2 separate regions of the Macaca mulatta genome follow, and region 1 is linked to region 2. Evidence: chromatin contacts called from public Hi-C data. All regions are on one chromosome and are shown on one strand. The core of a region is the stretch at or near the end of the contact, and the rest is flanking DNA. Distances in the headings are between cores, read along the strand shown. Region 1 overlaps GRHL1 (grainyhead like transcription factor 1). Region 2 holds the start of ODC1 (ornithine decarboxylase 1).

Region 1 (5,043 bases), core at 230-2,729, 470 kb after region 2:
TTATCATCAACACTACAAACCAAGACACAATTCCAATAAAGCATGCTAACCGTGTAGTCTAAAGAGAGTAGTCAGGAATGTGAACTTTAACAAGTGAATTTAATTTGTGGAGAGAAATGCACTTATCCTCACTGCCTACCCTAAAAACATTCACCTTTCACAAGAATATCACACAGCGCACAGTCTCTGGCTATCAGTATCTTTAAACTCAAAAGAGACGGTGTCAAGCTGTGACTGAGCCTCAGGCTTTGAAGATATAGATGGCAAAAGACACACAGTTAAACAGGTGACAAAGCCAAGGCCAGGACCCAAGTCTCCTGATTCCAACCTCAAGGCTCTTTTCTCAAAACCACACTGCAACAGTGACAAATAGAAAGCCAGAGAAGTACCTTGTGGAAAAATTGTTTGGTGAAGTAGACGAACGTAGAGAAAAGGGCGAACCCCGAATGGTTCTGAGCAGGTTGCTTTTTGGTCACGAGGCATGAAATTAAAGGTCTCTGCATTTCGAACCACAGAGCTAGGCTGTTTCAAACTTCCTCTTTGACTTCACATAAGTCATGAGTCTAGCTGGTGACGTGGCTCCATGAGACAGCAGCAGCGGTCGTGGACACAGGCCCAGTTGCCTCTGGGAGTCTTTATCACTTTAACCCATCCTAGTATTTAAATTCAATTTAGGGCCGGGCGCAGTGGCTCAAGCCTGTAATCCCAGCACTTTGGGAGGCCGAGACGGGCGGATCACTAGGTCAGGAGATGGAGACCATCCTGGCGAACACGGTGAAACCCCGTCTCTACTAAAAAATACAAAAAAAAACTAGCCAGGCGAGGCGGCGGACGCCTGTAGTCCCAGCTACTCGGGAGGCTGAGGCAGGAGAATGGCGTAAACCCGGGGGGCGGAGCTTGCAGTGAGCTGAGATCTGGCCACTGCACTCCAGCCCGGGCGACAGAGCCAGACTCCGTCTCAAAAAATAAAATAAAATAAAATAAAATAAATAAATAAATAAATTCAATTTAGTCAAACGCCGCATAATATCATTTCAGAAAGTAATCAATCTACTAAATTGAATGTAGAAACCCTAGGGAAATTTCTACTTTAATTCTCTAAATCAGTGAAAAAGATTGCTCTAAGAGAGTTAATAGAAACCTAACAACCAAAATTAAAATGTGAGGTCCATAATGTAGTTATTCTAACCCCAAATCCAACAGCACTAAAAGAGAATGAAATCACCATTTTCTAAGACATTTATATACAGTTATACAATTCAACTGAAGCCAGGAGAGTGGGAAATAGTTTAACAAATCAAAGTCAGATTGTTCAGGAACATTTTACTAAGTATGATATGGCAGACACATAATCATCATAGCATTCCTTCCCCAACCCAAAATAAACAAACAAACACTGATGACCTTCCTTCTCTCTGGGCCTTGTGGTCCCCTGCTAGTCCTCCATCTGTGTGGGCTCCATTAATTCATGTGGCCCAAGAAGATATTGGGGACTGAGTCACAGACTCAGAAGCAGAACCCAGTCCCACTCAGAGAACCCCAGCATGCCTGCTCTGATGGTGGGAGGAGACCAGCCTATCCCAGGGAAGAATGCTACCCCCAAGAAATAAAAGACTTCCAGTGGCAGCCAGCATTTGTGTTATTTCTCAGACTATCCAATCACCATCAAGGAAAAAGAAAAAGAATTGGCAGGAGGCGGGCAGGGAGGACAGGGATGTGGGAATAAAGAGGCACTAACTTGAAATCTTCCCACATCTATGTGGGGCGTTTCCCTGAAGAAAAACAAGAACGAGTCAGCAGCCTGGCTGTTGCCTCAGCACCACCTTCCCACACCGCCCACATATGGGCTTGGTTTCTGTGGAGTGTAGGGAGCCAGGGAAAAAGTCACAGAGATAAAAAGAGAGACAAAAAAAAAAAAACCCAAAAAAAACACACCACCACTGTGGAGGTACCTGCACACTCTTCTCCCGTGTCACGGTCCTGTAAGCAGGACCTGGTGAACCTAAGGACACTTGGCATATACAGTGATTTGGCACCTGTTGTCCCAAGTAAGTACAGTGTTTGTTCTGAAATATGCAGAACTGGATGCAGGTGTGACACAAGGCACACAGGCCACATTCCATCCTCACCAGGCACGGAACAGGGCAGGCAAGCCCATGGGCCAGAAAGGAAGAGCTGGCGGGCAGGCTGCCTTCCAATCAGAAGTTCTCTTTCATTTACAAGGAAAAGCTAAAAACAAAATCCCTAAGTTAATGTAGGGAGTGCCCTGTATTTACTAAAGGATTGAGGGTCTTGCGTGCAGAAGAGCTCCACATAAAAGAAATCTGAACTCCAAGGCCCCATGCTGCCTTGAAACTGCTGTGCTGGGTAAGTTCAGTTACTACTAATGATGTCAGGTCACAGTCAGGCTCTCTGCTTTAGTTTCCAAGTAGCAAAACTGGTTGAAAAGACAGCTTGAGAAAGCTACCACAGATAGAATTTCCAGGAAGGACCTAGGAGAAGGAGGGTTAAGGTGACAAGCTATCAAAAAAGAAAGTTTTATAGAGGAGTCAATTGTTTCTTGACAGTGGCAGGGTGGAGGAAGGGGGAAAATTCAACCAAAAAAAAAAAGAAAAAGGAATTCAAGTAGCAGCCCAGATGCAGGCTACACAGACATGGGTGCTTGAAATCCGTTTCACAAGACGCAAGTTTCACTACCAAACTACAGCTTTCTTCAGCTGCCAAGTCCCTCCCTGGTCCAGAGACAGCTTCCGCTTGGCCCTTACCCCCCGGCCTGCGCGATGACAAATGTACGCTTCGTTACCTGTGGATTCCAAGTTCTACCGTGGTTCGATGGACTTTATTTTACATCTGCATGGAACATGTCTTCAAGCCAAAGTCCAACAGACTTAGCTTTAAAAAAAACGAGAAGTTTCTAGGAGAAATCATCCTCACAATCACCCCGAAAACAGCAGCTTCGTCAAAGAAAAATGTCCAATTGCTAAATAAAGACTTTATTCTATATCAGCTAATTAAAGGCATTCTCTACAAACTTCCAATCGAGGAAGTTTTCTTGTTATTTCCAATACTGATCAAGCTACAACTCTAAAAACTACTCATTCCGTATAAAGGAATGTGACTATCTCGACTCTGGTACAAAACATTTCATTTTTTCTTTTAACAGGTATGTATTGTTAAACTGCGTAAGAGAAAACCCCTGGGATCAAACAAATCTCAATTCAGAAGCCTCCACGGCTATACCTTGGGTTTTCCTTGGGGTTTAAGGATAGAAATGCATGAATAATCCAGCTCAGTCTAGTCAGCTTCGTGATCTGCCTAGACACTAAAAGCCTCTTCTCCTGCATTTTAAAAGTAACAGTGCTTCCTGACATCTTTTTCTACTTAGGCCAGGGAGTATACCTTTAGTTTTAAATCTCCTGTCTTCATTTAATTGCAATTGCAAGTAGGATGTTTGACTCACTTCTCTCCCCCCTCCTTCCTCCCATCACACTGGAAATTTAAAGTTGTGAAACAAACCAAACCTGTCCCTGCCTAATGGAACCAAACGTGGCAACACCTTATTTTAATGGCACACTTGATGGGTGCTTCACTAGAATGGAATCCTTCTAAATGCAAGCAATATGTTCAGTCCAAACAAACTAAAAATTACTCTCACAATGAATTCCAAATATTAGGCTTAGACAAAACAACAAACTTATTAAACTCATAAACCTGCATCCCAGAAGCAGAAAGACTTTCGTTCAGGTTACCAGGATGGTTACACCCCCCTTTTACAGAATGGACTCTACAAGCCTCAATAATCCCTCACCAAGAACTCTATCGGCTTTTGCCGAGACAAGGAGACAAAACAGAGAGATACTGATTTCCCATCCAAACACAGACTCCCCCACAGAAAAGCTTCTTGGTACTTAGCTGGGCTCCAAATTCTACTTTAATCCTCTTTCCTTTGTAACATGAGTCTTTCCATGACATAAACCATTGGACTCTGAAGGACAACCCTTCCAAAGGCCTCAGAGTTCCTTCTTAGAGCTGATAGATCATAATTAAAAGCAAAAGCACAGCGTCCTCTGATTTGACAGGGTTTTCTTCCCCCAGGAAACAAGGCTCTCTGATTTTGTCCTGTCTCTGACTGCCCCTTCTTCTTCTCCACAGGCTGAGACACCACACTGAAGGGAAAAAATGGACAGGGACTGAACTGGGAAGAGACAAAAGTATGTTGAAATTGGCTCTGGCACACCCAGAGATAAGATCACGCCATCAAGAAAAAGACGCAGTTCCATCTGTCGGCGAGCAACCTGCTCACAAACTGGGACAAAGAGCTTCCTTCCAAAGGTTTGATAAAGACTTTCCAAAGCAACCAGGTTCCAAACACAGCACTTCAGGAGAAACGCCCAAATCTTCAGCGTGTTTTACCACGGAACGCACAACACAGTAAAACCAAGTCAGACTCTACATCTATCTACTTCTCTGACGCTACTTACTCCAGCGGGAGCTTGGCGCACGTCTGGCAGAAAGTTCTTGCTGTTACTATTTTTAAAATTAAATGTGTGAATGAAAACTACAACATAATTCACTTTACAGTGTAAGGATTTAGGTGTTACCACTGGAAAAACCTCTTATTTTGTATTCCCAGGATTCATTACATCCTTTAAAACTGTGCTTACTATTCATGAAGATCATACCTATGCACAGATGATCAAAGAAATCCTGCAATTTCCTTTGACCGCAGCTGTTTTCCCATCTGCCACACTGGGTAGCTGACTCTACCAAAGGTGTCCCTACACCACCCCCAGACATCCCCTTCTTTAGTGCCTGCTGGCTCACAGGTCTCCCTCAGAGCTGGCTGGCCCAGTTTTCACTGGATTCCAATACAGCAGCTTTTTAGTTTATAATTTATCTTCCGTGCTTAAATGTTACTCATCCAACTTAAACGTTATAATATAATCCAACATAAATTATTTCTTACGAGCAAAGGTGCTCTCATTTATATTAGTGAGTCCATAAAGTTGCTCTATTAATAATAATACCTACATTTTTAAGTAA
Region 2 (5,703 bases), core at 2,385-4,884:
TTGGGAGGCCAAGGCAGGCTAATCACTTGAGGTCAGGAGTTCAAGACCAGCCTGGCCAACATGGTGAAACCCCATCTCTACTAAAAACACAAAAATCAGCTGGATGTGGTGGTGGGCATCTGGATTCCCAGCTACTCAGGAGGCTGAGGCAGGAAAATTGCTTGAACCTGGGAGGCGGAGGTTGCAGTGAGCCAAGATCGTGCCACTGCACTCCAGCCTGGGCAACACAGCAAGACTCTTGTCTCAAAAAAAAATTAATAATGATAAGGGTGACTGCTTAAGTCTGCAATCACTGTATACCTTTATAAGCCTTTTCATGTAAGTTAGCAAAGAAGAGGAAAAGATACCTCCTTCATCAGACATGTTTTTGTTTTTGGTTCAGAAAACTTGGTCAGTGGATTTATACAGAACTCTATGAAATAAGTCAGATTCTTAGAACATTAGAAGGCAAGAAGAACCTGAGCTTTCATCCAGTCCAACCTCCCATTTACAGAAGGGTAGCCTGGAACTCAGAGAGGCGGAGTCATGTCCAAGCTTTCATAATGAGCGGGGCGGGGCCGGGGGGTTGTGAGGGGGCCCAAGGAATCCTAAGAAAACAGGAGTTGGTCCCAGAACTTAGGTGAGATGACTAAGCTCTTAGTAGCATGTCCAATGTAGTGTCTGATGTTTTTATTTACTCTTTTAGCACCACACACAGAATTCTCATCTCCAGCCAGGTGCGGTGGCTCATGCCTGTCATCCCAGCACTTTAGGAGGCCGAGGTGGGCAGATCACTTGAGGTTAGGAGTTCGAGATCAGCCTAGTCAACATGGTGAAACCCCATCTCTACTAAAAATACAAAAATTAGCTGGGCATGGTGGTACGTGCCTGTAATCCCAGCTACTCAGGAGGCTGAGGCATGAGAATCGCTTGAGCCCGGTAGGCAGAGGTTGCAGTGAGCGGAGATCACTGCACTCCAGCCTGGGCGACAGAGTGAGACTCTCAGAAAAATAAAAATAAAAAAGAAATCTCATCTCCACATGACAGTGATTCCTAAGTGCGTGGCATCACGTATTTTTACAAGGATCTATTGCTTTTTTCCAAAGAAAAGAAATAGTAATGGAGAGGATGAAGTTTACTGAAAATACATTGAAAGACAATAAAGTCATGCATTTTGATTAAGGCCAGGTTTAGTCACCACCACCTGAGCTTCTGGAATCCAGTTGAGTGGTTGGGTTTCACCACTCAGGCCTTGCTGTCCACAGTCCTGCTGCCCAGGGCCTCTGCGGGTCTTCCTGCAGCCGCAGAGCAGAGCTCTGGGAAAGCAGCGGGACTACTTCCCTCCTTCTATTTTCCCTGCTGGGCTGTCCAGGCAAGGCCTCACCTTCCCAGCATGTGGGCAGGAGTTTGGGCTTTGGGGTGGGCTAGCAGGAGAGGAAGGTATGTGGGCGACAGCAGTGTGAGTGGCTTGTGTGTGCACCAGTCGGAGCCCTCCTGGCTCCCTGGATCTGGAACTGGAGCGGCACCGGGATCACTTCCAGGTCCCTTGCACTGGAGCGGTGGGCGGCAGCAGGGACCGGAGTCGGCCCGGCAGGGCCCACGTGGCCAACACACCGGTGCTCCAGTTCCAGTTAATGTTTCTATCTGGCCACCCCAGGCTGCTAGGGGAACCCTACCTGCCAAGACATCCAGGCCCTCTGCCGGGAGGCTGCATACTGGGCAGTGTTGGGAATGACTGGTTGGTAGGTGTGCCAGGAAGCTGGGCAATTCTGGCAGTGCAGGACACTTCCGGAGTGTGAGGAAAATTGCGTCGTTGGAACAAAGTGTTTCCTCACAGAGAAGCACAAAGTCCGCATCACCACAGAATCAAAGATGTCCCATTCAGCGCTGGAGCTATAACGTTCTCTCATGGGTTCTGATGGTTAATCTCATCAAGAATTAAGCTTGTTAAGGGTGGAGCCACCCCCACCCCTCTAGTCCGGGCGGGTGCTCAAGGACAGATAGGGCGGACCACCCCCACATCCCTTCACATAGGAAGAAGACTCACTTCTGCTTACGGCTCGCGTTTGCCCTCTTTTTGTTTCTGTGGAAGTCGCGCCTGCTCCAGGAAGAGCTGGATCATCCATTCATTCATTTATGCATGCATTCATTAAACAGGTATTCACTGACTGTACCTCAGACCTGGCTTTGGATACCAAGGAAGTTTTTCAAAAACCTCACAGGGCTTTGTGGCTATAAAGATATCTATGTAAGGATTCTTGGGTTATCTGAGGCCCAGAGAAGGGAGGTAACTTGTCCAAGAGAACACAGCAAGTTGGGGGCAGGGCTGGGCCAGTGCTCTGAGCTCCTGCAACCCCACCCCTACCCACCCAGGACTAGATCTAGATCTACCCTCTCCTCTCTTTAACTCTTCATCGGCCACACTCCGGTCAGTCGAAATCCCCACCCTAGGGAGAGACATAACCTGTCTGGATTGTCCAAAATGGTAAAAAATGAAAAAATGAAAAAGAAAAAAAAAAGTGTCCCCAATTCAAGTCCAGTGCCTGCCTGGTGGGGGCATTCCAGCGTGGCCTGGGGTGAGTGGCAGTCCACCTCCAGAGGCATCCCCCGGGCGCTCCTAGGGACTCGAATTTCCCACGCGGCTTTTTGCCTTATGTATTCACTGTTAGACGTTTTCGGTCAAAGCATTTTGGGACTTCCGTAACTGTCAGAGCGCGCCAGGGAGCCGCCCTTAAAGATACCTAGTTACTGATGAATTCCATCCGGTAAAGTAGAGGGTAGTGGGCGGCTTGGGGGTTCAGGACCCGGCTCCCCTCACGCTCCTGGGTGAATCTCTGGCTTCACAGGGGAAACCACCTCCGCAGGACAGGACCCATCTAGTTACAGGACACCGGATGTTACAAAGACGAGGCTTCCAGCGTGGGGGCGTGGGGGAGGCTGCCAGCCGTGCCCCCAGCGTGCTGGCGACCCCCGGGACGCCCCTTCCCTCCCGCGCCTCTGCTCCCTCGCTGGTGGGAGCGGAGCTGCACCGGGATCTCTTCCAGGTCCCTTAGCACTGGAGCGGCGGGCGACAGCACGGTCGAGTCGGCCCGGCGGGGCCCACGTGGCCAGCACACCGGTGCTCCGCTCGCGATTTCCCTTTTCCGCTCTCGGGCACGAGGCACTGAAGGCCAGGTGGAAGCACAGCTGTGCAGGGACAGTCTCCGCCATTCAGCGGCCGCGGGCCGGGGCCTGCGGCGTCGTGCGCGTGCGCGGACCAGTTCCAGGCGGGCGGACCGCCGCAGGGCGGGGCGGGGCGAGGCCGCCGCAGGGTGGGGAGGGCGGGGCGCGAGGCCGGGGGCGGGGGCCACGCGTGGGGCGGGCGGTGCTCGGCTCCGCTGACGTCGGCCCGCCAGCGCCCCACCAGCTCCTCGCGGGCCTGGGTTGGCCACCGCCGAGCCCCCGCCCCTCCCTCGGCGGCGTCCCGGCCGGAACCGATCGTGGCTGGTTTGAGCTGGTGCGTCTCCATGGCGACCCGCCGGCGCTATAAGTAGGGAGCTGCGCGCCGTGTGGCTTTGTCAGTCCCTCCTGTAGCCGCCGCCGCCGCCGCCCGCCGCCCCTGTGCCAGCAGCTCCGGCGCCACCTCGGGCCGGCGTCTCCGGCGGGCGGGAGCCAGGCGCTGACGGGCGCGGCGGGGGCGGCCGAGCGCTCCTGCGGCTGCGGCTCAGGCTCCGGCGTCTGCATTTCCCCATGGGGCTGGCCCGCGGCGCCCGGGCGCTCTGAGGTGAGGGACCGCCCGGCTGCGGAGGAAGGGAGGGAGCGAGGCGGGAGGCGGGAGCCGGGGCGGGCGGCGGGCGGCGGGCCCCGGGCACGTGTGCGGCGCGCCTCGCCGGCCTGCGGAGACACGTGGTCGCCGAACGGGCCACGACCTTGGGGCGCCGCTTCCTCCCGGCCCGGGGATCTCCCGCGGCTGGATAGGGGTGACCCGGGCGCCGCGTCCTGCCCCCGTCTTCACAGCTCGGGGCTGGAGGGGCCTGGCGGAGACCCTCCCAGGGATTCTGCGTCTCCGCGCCGTCCTCCTTTCCCAACCCGTCGGCGGCCGCGCGCGGGCCGGGGAGCCGTTGAGGAGGCCCTGGCGGGCGCGCAGCAGGTGCAGGGGCGCAGAGCCCGGACTCGCCTCGGTACAGACGAGCGGGGCCCCGGCCTTGGCGCCTTCAGTTTCCTTCCAGTTTTTATTTTCGCTGTGTCTACAGAGCAGATGACACCAATTTGGAAACCCGCGAGTGTGGGTAGAGCTAAGATAGTCTTGTAGTAGCTGTGATATTAGCTGCTCGGCCAGCCATGACTTAGAGGTGTTTATTTAAGGACTCTGAATGACTCGGTGATCTCGGAAAAGCTTGGCTCAGATGAACGGACGTACACAGGGGAGCCAGCCCTAAGGTTTTCAGAAAAGGCTGATTGTGCTGTTTGCGAACCCGAAATAATTGGTGAAAGTGTAGAAGGCAGAACCTCTCAGGAATGTCTGGGGAGGACAAAGAATGTGTTGGCTGACTTTGTTTAAACATAAAATTGGGCAGACTTTAATTGATTTGTGAACATTTTTTGAAAGTTTGTTTGAATTAGCCGCTCTCTCTTCTAACATTACCGTCTTGTGCTAATTGATTCGCCATTTTAAATAGCTGTTACAGAAAGACCAAAAGGTGCTCTTCAGTAAAATATATTCAAGTAAGTTACTTAAGTAACGCTTTAAAAGATACAGAAAAAGCAAAAAAGTGTTGGCATATTAAAAAGAAATCGAAACTTTCCAAGTTTAGGCCTGAACATTGCCTTAAAAATATGTAACAAGGCCTTAAATGACCCCGTCCGTGTCTGCGTAAGCCTATTTATTATTAAATTGTAAATATTCTTTATATAAACAATATATAACCATTTCTATAACAAAAATGGTTTTGCTAGCGTTGTTACTCTCTTGCCTTCTCCGAGGGGTGATTTAGGCAACTTCCGAGGTTGACACTGCCGAGTAGTCACAATAGATAGAGCTTTAAAGCAAATTCCATGCATGGGTTTGGATTTATGACAGGCCCGTCCCCCTGGGCCTGTCATAGTACCCCATGCCAGAGCAAACTGTCCCCGAACCATTGCCTGGCCTCTGTGCCTGTAGGCTGCTGGCACTGAAGTGGGTTGCACAGTGGAAAAGAAGAAAGCTCTACCTGCAGAAATTTTTAAAGGTTAAAATAAATAATTTTAAGAAAACTGGTTCACCAGTGTGTCACATTTGATGAAATCAAAATACAGTGGCTTTTATTGTTACTAGCGTGATGTTCTTGCTTATTTTTCTTATTGGTGAAGTTAGCCCCAAATTATTCTCATAGCTAAGCAAATATGAGAGTGCCTGTAAGAACAGTTGGCATTCCGGAATTGCTAAACTTGGTAGGCAATGCTGGTTTCAGAATACTGAGTTCTAGCCGGGCGCGGTGGCTCACGCCTGTCATCTCAACACTTTGGGAGGCTGAGGCAGGCAGATCACCTGAGGTCGGGAGTTCAAGACCAGCCTAACATGGAGAAACCCCGTTTCTACTAAAAATACAAAATTAGCCGAGGCCCGGGTGTGGTGGCGCATGCCGGTAATCCTACCTACTCGGGAGACTGAGGCAGGAGAATCGCTTGAACCTGGGAGGCGGAGGTTGAGGTGAGCCGGGATCACACCATTGAACTCCAGCCTGGGCAACAAGAGCAAAACTCCGT

The links. A called contact is a pair of places that touch in the nucleus more often than the background predicts.
Region 1: a Hi-C map of cortical neurons shows a contact between it and region 2, with 4 times the contacts expected there. The contact joins the enhancer-like site here to the promoter of ODC1 in region 2. A contact is called at or near these places in 5 of 14 Hi-C or Micro-C datasets (cortical neurons, fetal cortex germinal zone, fetal cortical plate and 2 more).

What each region holds. Positions count from the first base shown.
Region 1 is chr13:114,838,907-114,843,949 of T2T-MMU8v2.0, forward strand. The region is part of intron 8 of GRHL1 (grainyhead like transcription factor 1); the gene reads right to left. Among named protein-coding and RNA genes, the nearest start is that of GRHL1, 22 kb to the right of the region's middle. Within about 2 kb of position 1,480, at least 9 of the 40 cell types and tissues checked have an H3K27ac peak or open chromatin away from gene starts, as enhancers often do. A contact at or near this core is called in cortical neurons, where this site is marked.
Region 2 is chr13:114,363,096-114,368,798 of T2T-MMU8v2.0, forward strand. It overlaps ODC1 (ornithine decarboxylase 1), which reads left to right and starts at 3,635. Exons shown (of 12, transcript NM_001198686.2): 1 at 3,635-3,742. LOC114671773 reads right to left here and starts at 3,487. Exons shown (of 2, transcript XM_077960146.1): 1 at 3,009-3,487; 2 at 1,100-2,855. The coding sequence starts at 3,487. The coding sequence ends at 3,029. It overlaps LOC114672021 (small nucleolar RNA SNORA42/SNORA80 family), which reads left to right and starts at 5,016; the gene lies at 5,016-5,149.